2 separate regions of the Gossypium hirsutum genome follow, and region 2 is linked to region 1. The links are chromatin contacts, called in public Hi-C maps. All regions are on one chromosome and are shown on one strand. The core of a region is the stretch at or near the end of the contact, and the rest is flanking DNA. Distances in the headings are between cores, read along the strand shown. Region 1 holds the start of LOC107898975. Region 2 holds the start of LOC121211442.

The links. A called contact is a pair of places that touch in the nucleus more often than the background predicts.
Region 2: a Hi-C map of leaf shows a contact between it and region 1, with 4 times the contacts expected there. The contact joins the promoter of LOC121211442 here to the promoter of LOC107898975 in region 1. A contact is called at or near these places in 9 of 34 Hi-C or Micro-C datasets (hypocotyl, leaf and petal).

Annotation. Positions count from the first base shown.
Region 1 is chrA12:91,186,255-91,193,225 of Gossypium_hirsutum_v2.1, reverse strand. LOC107898975 reads left to right here and starts at 3,525. Exons shown (of 2, transcript XM_016824554.2): 1 at 3,525-4,103; 2 at 4,765-5,830. The coding sequence starts at 3,771. The coding sequence ends at 4,067. It overlaps LOC107898966 (chlorophyll a-b binding protein 7, chloroplastic), which reads right to left. Exons shown (of 4, transcript XM_016824544.2): 2 at 6,734-6,957; 3 at 6,082-6,596; 4 at 5,600-5,830. The coding sequence ends at 5,813.
Region 2 is chrA12:91,374,377-91,381,347 of Gossypium_hirsutum_v2.1, reverse strand. It overlaps LOC121211442, which reads left to right and starts at 4,308. Exons shown (of 2, transcript XM_041084209.1): 1 at 4,308-5,120; 2 at 5,214-5,333. The coding sequence starts at 4,308. The coding sequence ends at 5,333.

The DNA.
Region 1 (6,971 bases), core at 2,276-4,775:
ATGAATATTGTAAATTTTTAGATAAATATACTTTTTGATACTTGTATTTGGCTTCAATAATCATTTTGGTATTTATGTTCTTTTTGGTCAAATTGGTGCTTATGTTCGGTTTTCATTACACAAAATAATACCCAGAATTAATGATGTTAATTTTTTTAAGATAGATATACTTTTTGGTACCTATTTTTTTTCTTTGATTTTTATTTTGGTACCTCTATTTTTTTTTGTTCAACTTGAAATTTCTGTTACTCAATATTTTACCTGAAACTAATGGCGTTAACTTTTTCATGTTCTCTTGTAATTATTGGACACAAGATAAATATAATGGTTTGAATTTAAATTATTAAATTAGAAAAACTTTTCATGTTCTCTTTTAAATATTTCACACGTGAAAAATCAAATGGTTGGAATTTAAATTATTAAATTTAAAAGTTTTTTTTTTGTTTAAAATTACATAATTACCTCCAAATTATATAGTTACTAAATGAGTTTTTACTCAAATGCATTTATCAACTCAAGATTTAAACAGAACATTTTCATACACCAAAATTATAACTTTTTCTGAATATACATTTAAAAAAAAATAGTTGCCGAACATATTAAAAATAAAATATTTTTTAATAAACATGAAATCGTATTGGCATTCGAATGTTTTTGTTGAATGAAATCTATTTTTCATCAATTTTTAAAAATCATTTTCTTTAAACAAAATATACTCTAATATTTTTAGGTAATATTATATCTTATGTAAATATAAATATTATTTTTACAAAGTATACTTTTATAGAAGATAAAAAAAAATACATGAAGATAAAAAAATTATAAGTTTTTACATAAAATAATTTTTTTATAATTTTACAAATTTATTTTTGATAATTTTTTCATCATTGCCACGTGTCAAATGTTCATTAGACCACATAGAAAAATTAACATTGTTAATTTCGAGTACCACTTTGTATAACGGAAACCAAACATAAGTTTCAATTTGGAAAAAAAAAACATAAGAACCAAAAAGTGTTGAGGCAAAATGAGTGAGTTACTGAGTGGCACTCAACAATGTCAACTACAAACTGCTATTGGACTAATTAAAAAAAGTTTGTTTTATTTGATTTGACAATTCAATGAGGAAAATTTTTGGATATGTTAATATGTTGTTTTATTGAAACTACTTTGATCCATCTATAGAAATCAATCCTTGACATTTGAAGATTGGTTTGGATTCGTGTGAATCAATTAACTGCTTGGAATGTAAAGATTTGATCGAGGTGGTGTTGTTGATTTTGGAGATACGATTGATTGTGCTTTGATTGTTTATTGATATAATAGCTATTTTCAAGGAGTTACTTTGTATTAACTTAGATTTTATGTTAACAAGCGAAAATTTATATATGCTTGGAGGCTTGTCTAGGTTTTGTAATGAGAGCTTATTAAGTGCATTCTAATTTGTTCATCGTGGAACTATCTTGGGAGAGTGTGCAATCTGAATTGTAAATATTGTTGAGTGTTTACCGCCCAAGTTCTCAGGGGAGGTGAATGTTCTAATCTTTAAGTACAAAAGGAAGATCCCTATACAAGGAGAGAGTGATAGAGTGTGAATCACTTGCTGTATTGTGGATTAAAGATAGTAGAACTACTAATTATGTTAAGCTTCGCAGATGTAGGAAAACCGAACTACGTAAACAAAATTTAATGTTCTTTATTTGGTTTGCACAATTTTTACAATATCAAATCGTAATGGCTACTGCAATCTAATATTTATATTACAATTTTCATTTTAAGCAAATAAGTAAATTAATAATTAAAATAAAATAGGATATAAAAATAGTAAAATGTTGTGTAAGACTTATGACAATAATAAACATAAAAAACGTGACGACTTTGGCATTGTATAGCAAGAATGGATTTCCAATAAAGTAGAGCCAACAGCTGCCTTCTTCTTTCTTTCTTTCTTTCACATCTCCAGATTTCTTTACACAAAACCCCCACGTGTCCAAATATAAAATGGTTGCATGGCGTTTTTCTCTTAGGTTTCCACAACTCTTCCTTTTCTTGTTATTTCTTTACCTAATAATGCCTTCATCTTAACTACTTCTTCCGCCTGACTTAGAATTTTTTTTGATTTTTTCATCTTATATTTGAGATTCGGGATTCTCTCTTAATAATTTTATTTATTAAAATTATAGATTCTTTTTGTTGCATTATAATTAATTTAATTACAAACTAAATTAAATATTAAATAAGTATCTATTAATGCATCCATATACGTTTTTTATTAAGATTATTAGAAAATATCTAATAGATAATTACCATATAAGGATAATGGAAATGTGGCAGATGAAAGCTTGAGTTAATAGTAAGGAAAGGTCCAAGGAGCTTTAAGATTTTATGTTCAATATTCTTTATGTGAGGTATGGGAAATCCAATTAATTCCCGAGTAAAGCTTCAAATATAGGACATATCTTTTCTATTAGATTTTTTTAATATAATATAATATTTAAATCTATTTAACATATTGTCGAGCAAAATGTGTGCCACAATGGTGTATATGAGTTTGTGCGCTTCTCTAAAGTCCAAGAATTTTAGCACCCACTTTAAATATACAAGATTTCATTATTTATCATGCATTAGGAGACTTCTGATAATCATAAAGATGTACGCCCAAGAGTTTTGTTCTTTTTCAACTTTATTCAATTCCGCATTGAGCCCACCAAAATTTCTTTTCAACCAGTTCATATCTATCTGAGCTCTATAAATCGTGTCTGGAACCTTCCCTAAAAGATTTTTGCATATATCTTTTTAATCGGCTGCGACATCTAACCCAGTCACTATCGGCCAATCCACCATTAACCTGAGTTGTAACTACATGTACTCGAGTGTGATAGTACACTCGCCGCATGGAAGATGAAATGTTTGCATCTTGAGTCTCCACCTTTCCACCAACACGCTTACAAGTGTGGCATCCAATTTATACTCCTACTCGTACGTGCCACATGTAAAAATCATGCATCTCTCCAATGTGGTTCAATTAAAGACATTGGAGGAGCAAGTCAAATACAAATATATGTTTCTGAAATCTGATCTTCCGATTATATATATAAAAATACAAAATATCAAATTTCAATATAACAACAAAATATTTAAATTAAATTAGATTAAATATAAAAAAAACCCTTACCATTTGCAATTGATCGACCGAAATGTGCTCGCCATCCAAACAAATTTGAGAGAGATTTAAGAATGTGAGAGAAAGATTAATTGAGATTGATTTAAAAAATGAATAGAATTAAGGGTTTAAATAGAAAATAAAGACTAATATTTGGATGGGGTTAAACGGCTATTGAAATAGCCGCTGGGGTGGGGAGTCGTTGGTTATGAAAAAATTTCGGTCTAATCCTGTAATTTTTTAAAAAATCTACTTAAATTCATTTTTCTATAAAAAACTTTTGGATATTTAAAAAAAAAACTTTTCAAAAAGAAAATTTGGGGACGTCCTTAATTGCTAGTGGCGGTCCATCATCTCCAAAGAAGCGAAGGGAAATAAGCAACGTCAGGCAATCCGCAAGCCCAAGCTCTAGGCTACCCGGTCAAAATAAAAATCAATTTCGGCTAAGCACTAACGTCAAGAACTCAAACCCTCAAAGCATCGAATACGTGTATAATTTCCACACCACTTCTTTCCTTTATACTCTTCCCACCAAGAAAAAGATCTCACAATTTCCTCTTTCCTTTTATCTCTTCCTTCCCTCCCCTACTATCCATCTTTAGACGTTATGGTTCCCATCGTGTTGACCCAGATGGCTACCGGTTTGGGTGTATTGGCCGGGGCCGTTTTTGTCAAATCGGTCATGGACCAGAAACCCATGGCCGGACCGTTCCAGAGATGCCCCACTTGCAACGGCACAGGGCGTGTCTCGTGTATTTGTTCCCGCTGGTCGGATGGCGATGTCGGTTGTCGGACTTGCTCGGGGTCGGGTCGCAGGGCTTGTAGCAGTTGCGGCGGATCAGGTACGGGCCGCCCCATTCCGGTCCAACTCATTGTGCGTCAACCAACCAATCGAAGCTTCTAATTATCGAGATTTTGCTGTCCTTGAATCACGACAGTCGTAAGAACTCTTAGCTTACTATAAATTGATCTATATATATATATTTTTAGGAATTTTATTGTGAAATATATATATGAGAGTGGAAGAGAGAGATAGGGGAGGTTAGCATCTTAAAATCTTGTATTGCAATCACTCTATTCAGATTCTTATCAAACTTCAAACTGAATTTATAGCTTGCTTACCTGTATGGTATTTCTTGATGATTTTAACTACGCTTAAGCTAACTAGTTTTTTAATGCAAAATTATAGTGCTTTTTTTTTTCGGAAATTAGAGAATTATTTGTAAAGAAATTCATCCTTGGCAAGAATTCGAATTCCATGAGTTATATAAAATGGGTCTTCCTATCAGCATTTGAATTATTAAAAAATTATAGTTGAAAAGTTCTTTTTCTTTTCTTCTTTATATATTGTGAAGTGAAGTTGACGAATTCAAGTGAAGAATGAAAGATTAAGAAGCAAAAATAATGCACCACATTGTGGGATGTTTGGATATTGGTAGTTGTTTCTAAAATTCATTTGGTGGGGAATATAATAATGCACAAGAATGCCAAACTTGTTGCTCTAGTAATTAAGATTTATAGATATTTACTATTTAAACTATTTGTTTTTTTTTTATGGAAGAAGAGCTTAATATAAGATTTGTTGCATGGCAACTTATCAGGGCATGCATGATGGCGCAGACATTGAAATGGCCTAATAGGCTTAAATCTTAATGCTGAAAAGCTGATGCTTTTGTTGACCAAGTATCCACATAATGCAGACTAGCTGAGTGGTCTCAAATATTAGGGAGGGATGCTCATTCACTCCATTTCATCTGATTGAGTTATAAAAACATTAGCAGTTAAGTTATAAGTTGTTAAAGAAATAACAGTTGTTTATTATTATTATTAATTTTAAGCAAAGAAAGAGAGGAGACCAAGTCAAGGCAGAGTCCAAGTGCATATAATATGACCGACCTTATTTAATAATGGAAGCTTCATAGTGGACTAGGTTTTTGCGACTAAGTCAGATTGCTACTATAATACATGCATCCTAATTTCTCAATATTCTCAGTCACCTTAAGCCCCCTATCTCCTTTTTCTTTGCATCCCTAATCTACTCTTAGTAATGGCTACGGTTCTTCTAATATATTATGAATTGAGTCAAATTTAGTTGTCGAATAATTAAAATGTTATTTTTTTAATAAATAAATAAATTATAATATAAAAGAATTTTAAGGTTTTTTTTTTGTCAATTGAGTTTTAGTTTAGTCGACATCAATATTATTATTAAAGTAAGAGGACGTGGATTGAAACACATCTAATCTAACCTTTTATTTAAAGGTGAGAAAAGAATCTAGTTCTACACATTGTATAAAAAAAACACCACCTTTTTATACATCTACGCCACATCCCTGTATGCATGTATGTACGTAGGTATGAATGAAGGAAAGAAAAGCTGATTTATTTACCAGCATTTGTTGGGCTTTGGAGTTCATAAATGTTTATAAACCTGAATAAATAAAATTCATTGCATCTAATTCCACACAAATATTTGTTCATCACTATAACATCTACAATACAAAAAGAGGCATTACAGTTTCTACTAATACAAACATTCCCCCACAACATTACAAGTCTTCCGCTCTTCTTCCGACGTAAGGAATGGTATGATCATCGTTGTCATCCCAACATTTTAATCGCTCTTAAAGGTTGTCTCTTAATTGTGTCTCACTTGGGAGTGAAAGCCTGACATGGACAACCAACACCAGTTAGTCCAACGCTTAGGAAGACAACAAATTTGATTCAAAGTAAAGGTGTTTATTGACAGCATCTATATATGGCATTAACTCCTAAAGCTTTAACCTCTGAATAAAAAACATAACCAAATAGAACATATTTGAATAATAATTCAACCAAAACCGATTCAAATTGAATAATCTATCCAAACTGAAACTAAACACTACAAATGGAATTGGTTTTTGAGGGGATGAACTTACAGCAAAAATGGTGGCGTGACCAGGATCGGCGAGGTGGTCGAAAAGGTTGTCAATGGGTCCAGTGCCAGTATAGATGTGTTGGAACCAAGCACCCATTACCGCCAACATAGCCAATCGACCATTCTTGATCTCTTTAGTCCTCAACTCCTTGATCTTCTCAGGGGAACCAGTTCCCCAACCTAGAGGGTCGAACCACAGCCCACCAGGGTACCCAACATCGGTGCCCGTGAGCTTGTTGTTAGGGAAGATGGGGTCAGTGTTTACGCACCCAGGCTTGAGAATGTCAGCCCATCTTCTCCCTTCTGCCCACCCGATGAAAATAAGCTCAACGATGAAGAGGGTGGTGGTGTCAGTGAAGTATTCCTCGGTTCCAGCAGAGTACCATGATGGAGTGTTTAAAATGCCAATTTTGGTTAGGAACTCTGGGATGAAAATCCCAGCGGCTCCTAACATTGCCCATCTGCAATGGACGAGCTCTGCCTGTACGTTCCATCTCAAGGTCTCAGGGTCTGATCCTGTTAAAAAATAAAATAAAATTCAACCCTATATTACACATACACACATACACACATACAGAAAAAAAAAAGAAAAAAAAGAAGATTTAACTTTGTGAGGTACTTGATTCAATTCAATGGATGAAACATGATTATACCAAGGCCTAGAGGATCAAAACCGAAGTCTCCAGGGAGGCTGCCATCGAGCCATGGAGGAGGAGTACTGCCTGGGAACCAAAGAGGTCGGTCGGGGTCAGCCACTGCACACACCGGAACGGTTCGGACTGCTGCTGGTTTTGTGTACTTTTTGACTGATCGAAGTTTCTTCCCTGTAAGGAAAGAAGCCTTTGTTGTCCTCACTACTGATCCACTCCTCTGGGAACTGTAAACATTTCT
Region 2 (6,971 bases), core at 3,059-5,558, 190 kb before region 1:
TCAAATAAATGAAAAAGACATGCATGGGCTGAGAGAATTACAAGGAGAAAAAAAAGTAGAACAGGCTGCTTAAGACTAAGCTGGAATTGATCAAACATGAGTATTTTTGAAAAATGGACTGTCGGAAACTATTTGAAGACTGAAGAAGCTAAATTACAAAGCACCATGGATCGGAGCATCAATGGAGGTCCAAAAACAATCTATAGCTATATCTTACAAATAATGCAAACCATTGATATCTTTAGGTGTTTGAGATCATTTATAGCAACCTGTAACTGAGGTAGACAAGCTTGGAATGAATCCATTGTTAAGTTAAACCTTGTTTACAAGGGTTGGCTTTAAAGGAAAACCGATGGTGGGATGCATATCCCACAGTAAAAGATAATTGCTTTATTCTAGATGGATGTCATATAATCAAGTGATCCCATAGCTTTCTTTTACGTACATATGAAATCATAAGGTTCTAAAGAAAGCTATCAAGACATTGTCTATTCACCGCTATCAAATTCTAGCGAGATGTACCCCAAAATATGCTCGGAAATGTTCAACATATAGTCTGAGCTAAGTATAATTTTCAAGGGATTCATTCACTAAATGCAAGAATAACTTTTAAAAAATGAATATATCCAACACTGGGGTATTAAATGAAAAGTTTTTTACCCCAATCCAAGCAGCAATGATGGAGTCGTGGCCCTTTTCATTTCACTCTAACAATCAACATCAATTGGCAACCCTTCTAATCAAAAACCCCATCAAGCCTCTACCGACTTTATTTTTTATCACAAAGAAAAGTAGTGATGATTGAAAAAGGCACTAATTTTATGTTACTCCATTCACCAAAGGAGGAAAAGAAAAGAAAATAAAATAAGATAAATTAAATGCCAAATCCATGGAATTCACGCTACCAATGGATTACTTCAACGTTCAAATACATCAACAAAAATAAAAAATACAAGAGAATAAAAACTTAAGCAACAATTAATTGAAAGGCTTAATACTCTTTTTCGCCCTTGTAATATTGTGACATTCTCACTTTCATCCTTTTACCATTTTTTCAGTTATTTTGTTCCCTCTACTTTCTTTTTGTACTCAAGTTATTCCTTTTAACAATTTTCATTAAAAAAAATTAAACTACTGCCACGTATAAAAAAATAAAAATCATTAAAAGAAAATCTAAAAATCATAAAAAAAAAATCCCAAAAAATATGAAAACTTAGAAAATTACATAAAAATCATAATTTATTTTTAAAAATTATATTATTTAAAAAAATCTATAAGTAAGCGAAACTTCAATTTTTCATAAAATTTTAAAAATGCATTTTTTTTGGAATTTTTGGTTTTTAGAAAATTTAGGGATTTTTTTTTGCATTTTTATGATATATTTTTATATTTTTTAAAAAAACAAGTTTTTTAAGTAAAATACCATAAAATTCTTGAAAATTTTCATGAAATTCTTAAATTCTCTAAAAACCCTAAAATTCCAAAGAAAATTTATTTTTTAAGAAATTATTTATTTTATTTTATTTTTTAAATTTGCATACTTATAACTTTACAATCTTTTTATGATTTTCAAAAATAGATTAAGATTATTTTAGAGTGTGTTTGGATGAAGAATTTTAAATTTTTTGAAAATTTTAAAATGCTAATATTTTAGAATTCATTAATTCAAAATGCTAGCATTAATAATTGGTTTTTTGGATAAATAATTGATTTAAAAAAAAATTAGGTTGCTGAAATTTCACAAATTATAAAAAAGAATTAATTATATTAAAAATAAAAAATGTAAAAAAAATCAATATGGATATCATTGTTTTTGTAAAAAATTATAAATATTTTTAATAAAATAAATCTTAAAAATATATATTAGAATAAATAAAAATGATTTTTGAAATTGATTTTTTTATTTTATAGTGTAACCATGTTTATTACATAAAATAAATTTAGGAGGAATTTTGAAAACGAGCTAGAATTTGAAAAAAAGAAATTGAGCTATTGAAACTCTTTCTTGAAATTAATCACTAATTTTGAAATTGTTTGATATTTTTATCCAAAATAAGTAATTCATTTTTATGATTTAGAAAATATTGATGTAAATGAAATTTCTCCTTAGTGTTTTTTTTTTATTTATAAATATTTCATCCAAACACACCATTAGTTTGTTTTTTAAAATAATTCTCAATGTCATGCCCCAAAAAATAAGCAGTTAATTGAAATAAATAATCAAGCAATTGATGTAGGTTTTATGGTTAAGTAGTTGGTACACTTCCTAGTTCTAGGTTATATTACTCCTCTCTCATTTCTTTGTTTTTATTTATTTATTAGTAAATTAGAATGAAAAATCACACTAAAACAAACATTATTGGGAGTGAATATTTAGTAAGTATGGGCAACAAGTTAATGATTAAGCTTGCTTTTTGTCCCATTGCATACTTGAGTTCGAGCCACCCCATCCTCAAAACCGTTTCTTTCAAATTTTTCTTTAAATTTTGGCCCAAAACTTTAAGAAAATTACTCCTGCTGCCCTAGGATTCCTAAGCCCTAGATATTTAATCCAACTTTCCCCAATTGAACTAGAATTTTGTTTCCTCTTCAAACCCAAATAGAATTTTCTTTCTTTCCTTTCTTTTACATCATATTTTACATATTTTGCTGCTGAAATTAATTTTGCTTTCCATATTTTACTGCACCCAATTTCACTGTAGATTTTAGGTCATTCTCCTAAATAATCTGATATTTAATTTTTTTTTAATATTATAGAATTAGTTTAAAAAACAAAGAGTCCAGAAATGAGCAAAAAGTGGAGACGGTAATTTAATCAAGGAATGATCCATGTATCCATATTGATGGAGGCATACGATCCGCCATTTGCACAGTTCATCTGAAGATCAAAGATGATTTCGTTTGTCATTGGGTTGTTCTAACTAGGTTCTTAAGACACCAAACTTTTGGGTTTAGTTGGCCTTAGGAACCTGAATTTTGTATGGGCTTTTCCGTGACTATACATATTGAGAACTCACTCCATCACGTCAAAGCCACACAGGTTTCAACCAATTAATAGAGTAGAAACAAAGTTTGTTTTTCAATCTTGACGGACCAGATCATGTTCTTCTTAAATGATGTCTGTATGAATACAATAGAGTATTCTTCAGACTTCAAACCATGGATCATCATTTCAATTCTTCTCAACGGTGTCAGATTCTGTTCTTTTCAATCTTGAAGGACCAGATCATGTTCTTCCTAAATGATGTCTGTATGAATACAATAGGGTATTATTCGGACTTCAAACCATGGATCATCATTTCAATTCTTCTTAACGGTGTCAGATTCTGTTCTGATAAATGGTGAGGAGATGAGATCTATTCAGCTCAGTCAAGGTTTGCAACTACAATCTATTTTTCATAAAAGCCAATAATACACAAAGAAAGTAAGAAGCCCCGTTGGCATGACATGGTTACCACCATTTTAAAGTGGAAGGAATGGATCAGATTTTCAGTTTTGTATAAGGTTAAGGGGCTCCTTAATTTTATCTGCATTTCTTCTCTGGGCTTTACAACAATTTTGTAGGCTTCACATAATATAGAGCAATAGCTGCCTGCTATTAAGCATTTCAATCTCCTCCTTTCGGAAGCACCAAGCCAGTGTTAATAAATACAGAAAAATCTACTTTTATAGATGTGGTTAAGCATTTATATCCATATGTATCAGTTATCAGTTCACACAGTATCAAGTACGTGTTTTGTTTATTACCAACTTTTATGTTTTTTTTTTAAATTTTGTTTACATAATTATGATTTTTTTAATTTATAAATATGTGTTTTTGTTATGAAATATTTATGTGGATGTCATTATCAACCCCATAAGTTATAAAACTCTTCCTATACCCCATAAGTTATGAGATTTTTCCTATACCCTATTAATATGGGAGATAAAAGGTCATGACCCTTTACATGCCCTATAATAATTAGAGAGTTACTTTTAACCCCTATATATATGAGGCTCATATACTCATGAAAATATATATATATATATATAAAGATACACTCTCTTTTCTATATTCTCTCTACACTCTTTCTTCTATCACATTTTAGTTTATTCTTTCTTTATTATTTCACAACACATTATCAGCACGAGTCTCTAATACAAGAAATCAAGGCCAACAAATTTTTCCTTAAAGATTGCCGAAGGACGCTTAGGTGAAGTAATGGTAACAAGTTGATCTATTTCATTTGCATATGTGTTATTTCATTTGCATATTAACATGCTTTATTTTACATTATGGACTTGTATATTTTGTCTTATAGTTTATAATGTCAAATCTTACAAAACTCGAATTTGTGGATCTGGACATCACTGGAAATAACTATTTATCATGGGTACTAGATGTTGAAATTCACTTAGATGCAAAGGGTCTTAATGAGACTATTAAGGAGGGAAATGAAGAAAGTACACAAGATAAGGCCAATGCGATGATTTTCCTTCGCTATCACCTCCATGAAGGTCTAAAGACCGAATATTTGACTGTTAAGGACCCTCAAATTCTTTGGGCCAATCTAAAGGAAAGATATGACCATCATAAAATTGTGATTTTGCCTAAAGCTCGTTATGAGTGGCTGAATTTAAGATTGCAAGACTTTAAGTCTGTTAGTGATTATAACTCGGCCATGTTCAAAATCACTTCACAATTGAATTTATGTGCAGAGAATATTACTGATGCAGAAATGTTAGAAAAAACATACTCAACTTTCCATGTAAATAATGTTGTCCTGCAGACACAATATCGTGAAAAAGGCTTCCAGAAATATTCTGAATTAATTTCTTGTCTCCTAGTGGCGGAGCAAAACAACGAGCTGCTAATGAAAAACCATGAATTACGCCCAACTGGCTCTACTCCATTCCCTGAAGCGAATGTGAGTTTACATAATGGGCAAGAATTAAAAGAAACACACCATGCAAATAGTAGTGTGCGTGGCCGTGGCCGTGGTCGTGGCCAAGGGCGTGGCCGCAGACATAGATATGGATATGGTCGAGGTGGTCATTTTAAAAATTCACATTCCTACCAGAAGTGGGATCGGAAAAATGGTAACAGTGAAAAGAAAGAAAAAGGTGAAAATGTGACTCATGTATGCTATAGTTGTGGAGGAAAAGGACATTAGTCTCGTATGTGTCGCACACAAAAGTATCTAGTTGATCTTTATCAGCAGTCCATAAAACAGAAGGGAAAGAAAGTAGAAACCAATCTTGTGTATAAAGATGGCGAAGGTGATTTTGATGATGGCAATGCAACCCATTTAGAAGTGGCTGATTTTCTTTCTACCCCTGAAGGAAATTATTAAGGCCACAAATTTCGATAAATAATAAAATAAACCTCTACTACTCTATGTTTCACTTAGCAACTTTAATAATGATGTTATGACCTTTACTAGTGCTATGTTTTATGTGATAATTTTGTTTTATAGACCTTTTAGTAATTTGAACTTTGAATACCTATTTTAACCATTATGTGTGACATTTTGTGGTTATGTTGTTTCTTTGAAGAACATAATCTCGCAAAGGCAATCAGCTATGAATGGTGAAAATATATGTCTAGCAGACAGTGCAACTACTCACACCATACTGAAAGACAAGAGATATTTTTCTCATTTAATAATGAAAGAAGAAAGTGTGAGCACTATATCTGGTAGTACAACTTTTATAGAAGGCTCCGGAAGAGCAATTATTTTATTACCAAGGGGAACAAAAATTGAAATTATTAATGCATTATACTCCCCTAAGTCTCAAAGAAATTTATTGAGGTTTAAAGATATTCGCCAAAATGGATATCATATTGAGACTTTAAACGAAGGAAATTGTGAATTCCTTCAAATTATGAGTATTGCTCAATGCAATAAACAAATTGTTGAGAAATTGCCTGCATTCTTTACTGGTTTGTACTACACAAAGATCAGTTCTATAGAAACACATGCTATAGCAAACCAGAAGTTTACTAATGACTTTGTTCTTTGACATGACCGGTTAGGCCATCCCGGTTCAATAATGATGCGAAAAATAATTGAAAATTCATGTGGACATTCATTGAAGAGCCAGCAGATTCTTCAAAACATTACATGTGCTGCATGTTCACTGAGGAAATTAATAATCCGACCATCACCAGCTAAGATAAATAATGAACCACTTACTTTTCTTGAGCGAATTCAAGGGGATATATGTGGGCCTATACATCCCTCATGTGGACCATTTAGGTACTTTATGGTTTTAATCGATGCATCGAGTAGATGGTCTCATGTATCTTTGTTATCAACTTGCAACCTGGCGTTTGCGAGATTGCTTGCTCAATTGATTCGATTACGAGCCCATTTCCCAGATTTTCCTATTAAGACCATCCGTCTTGATAATGCTGGTGAATTTACTTCTCAGTCTTTTAATAACTATTGCATGTCCATTGGAATAAGTGTTGAACATCCTGTAGCTCATGTTCACACACAAAATGGTCTAGCAGAATCTTTAATAAAACAACTTCAATTGATAGCAAGGCCATTACTTATGAAATCAAAACTCCCAATCACTGCTTGGGGGCATGCAATTTTACATGCAGCTGCATTAATTTGCATCAGGCCAACAAGTTATCATAAAGTCTCCCCCTTACAAATAGTTCATGGTCAGGAATGAAATATTTCCCATCTAAGAACATTTGGATGTGCCGTATATATTCCAATTGCTCCACCACATAGAACTAAGATGGGACCTCAAAGAAGGTTGGGTATATATGTTGGATTTGAATCCCTATCCATAATTAAATATCTAGAACCATCTACAGGGAATCTATTTACGGCTCGTTTTGCAGATTGTCATTTTGACGAGTCAATTTTTCCAACATTAGGGGGAGAAATCAAACAGCTGGATAAGAAAATTAGTTAGAAAGAGTTGTCATTAGCTCATCTAGATCCTCGAACTAAGCAATGTGATTTAGAAGT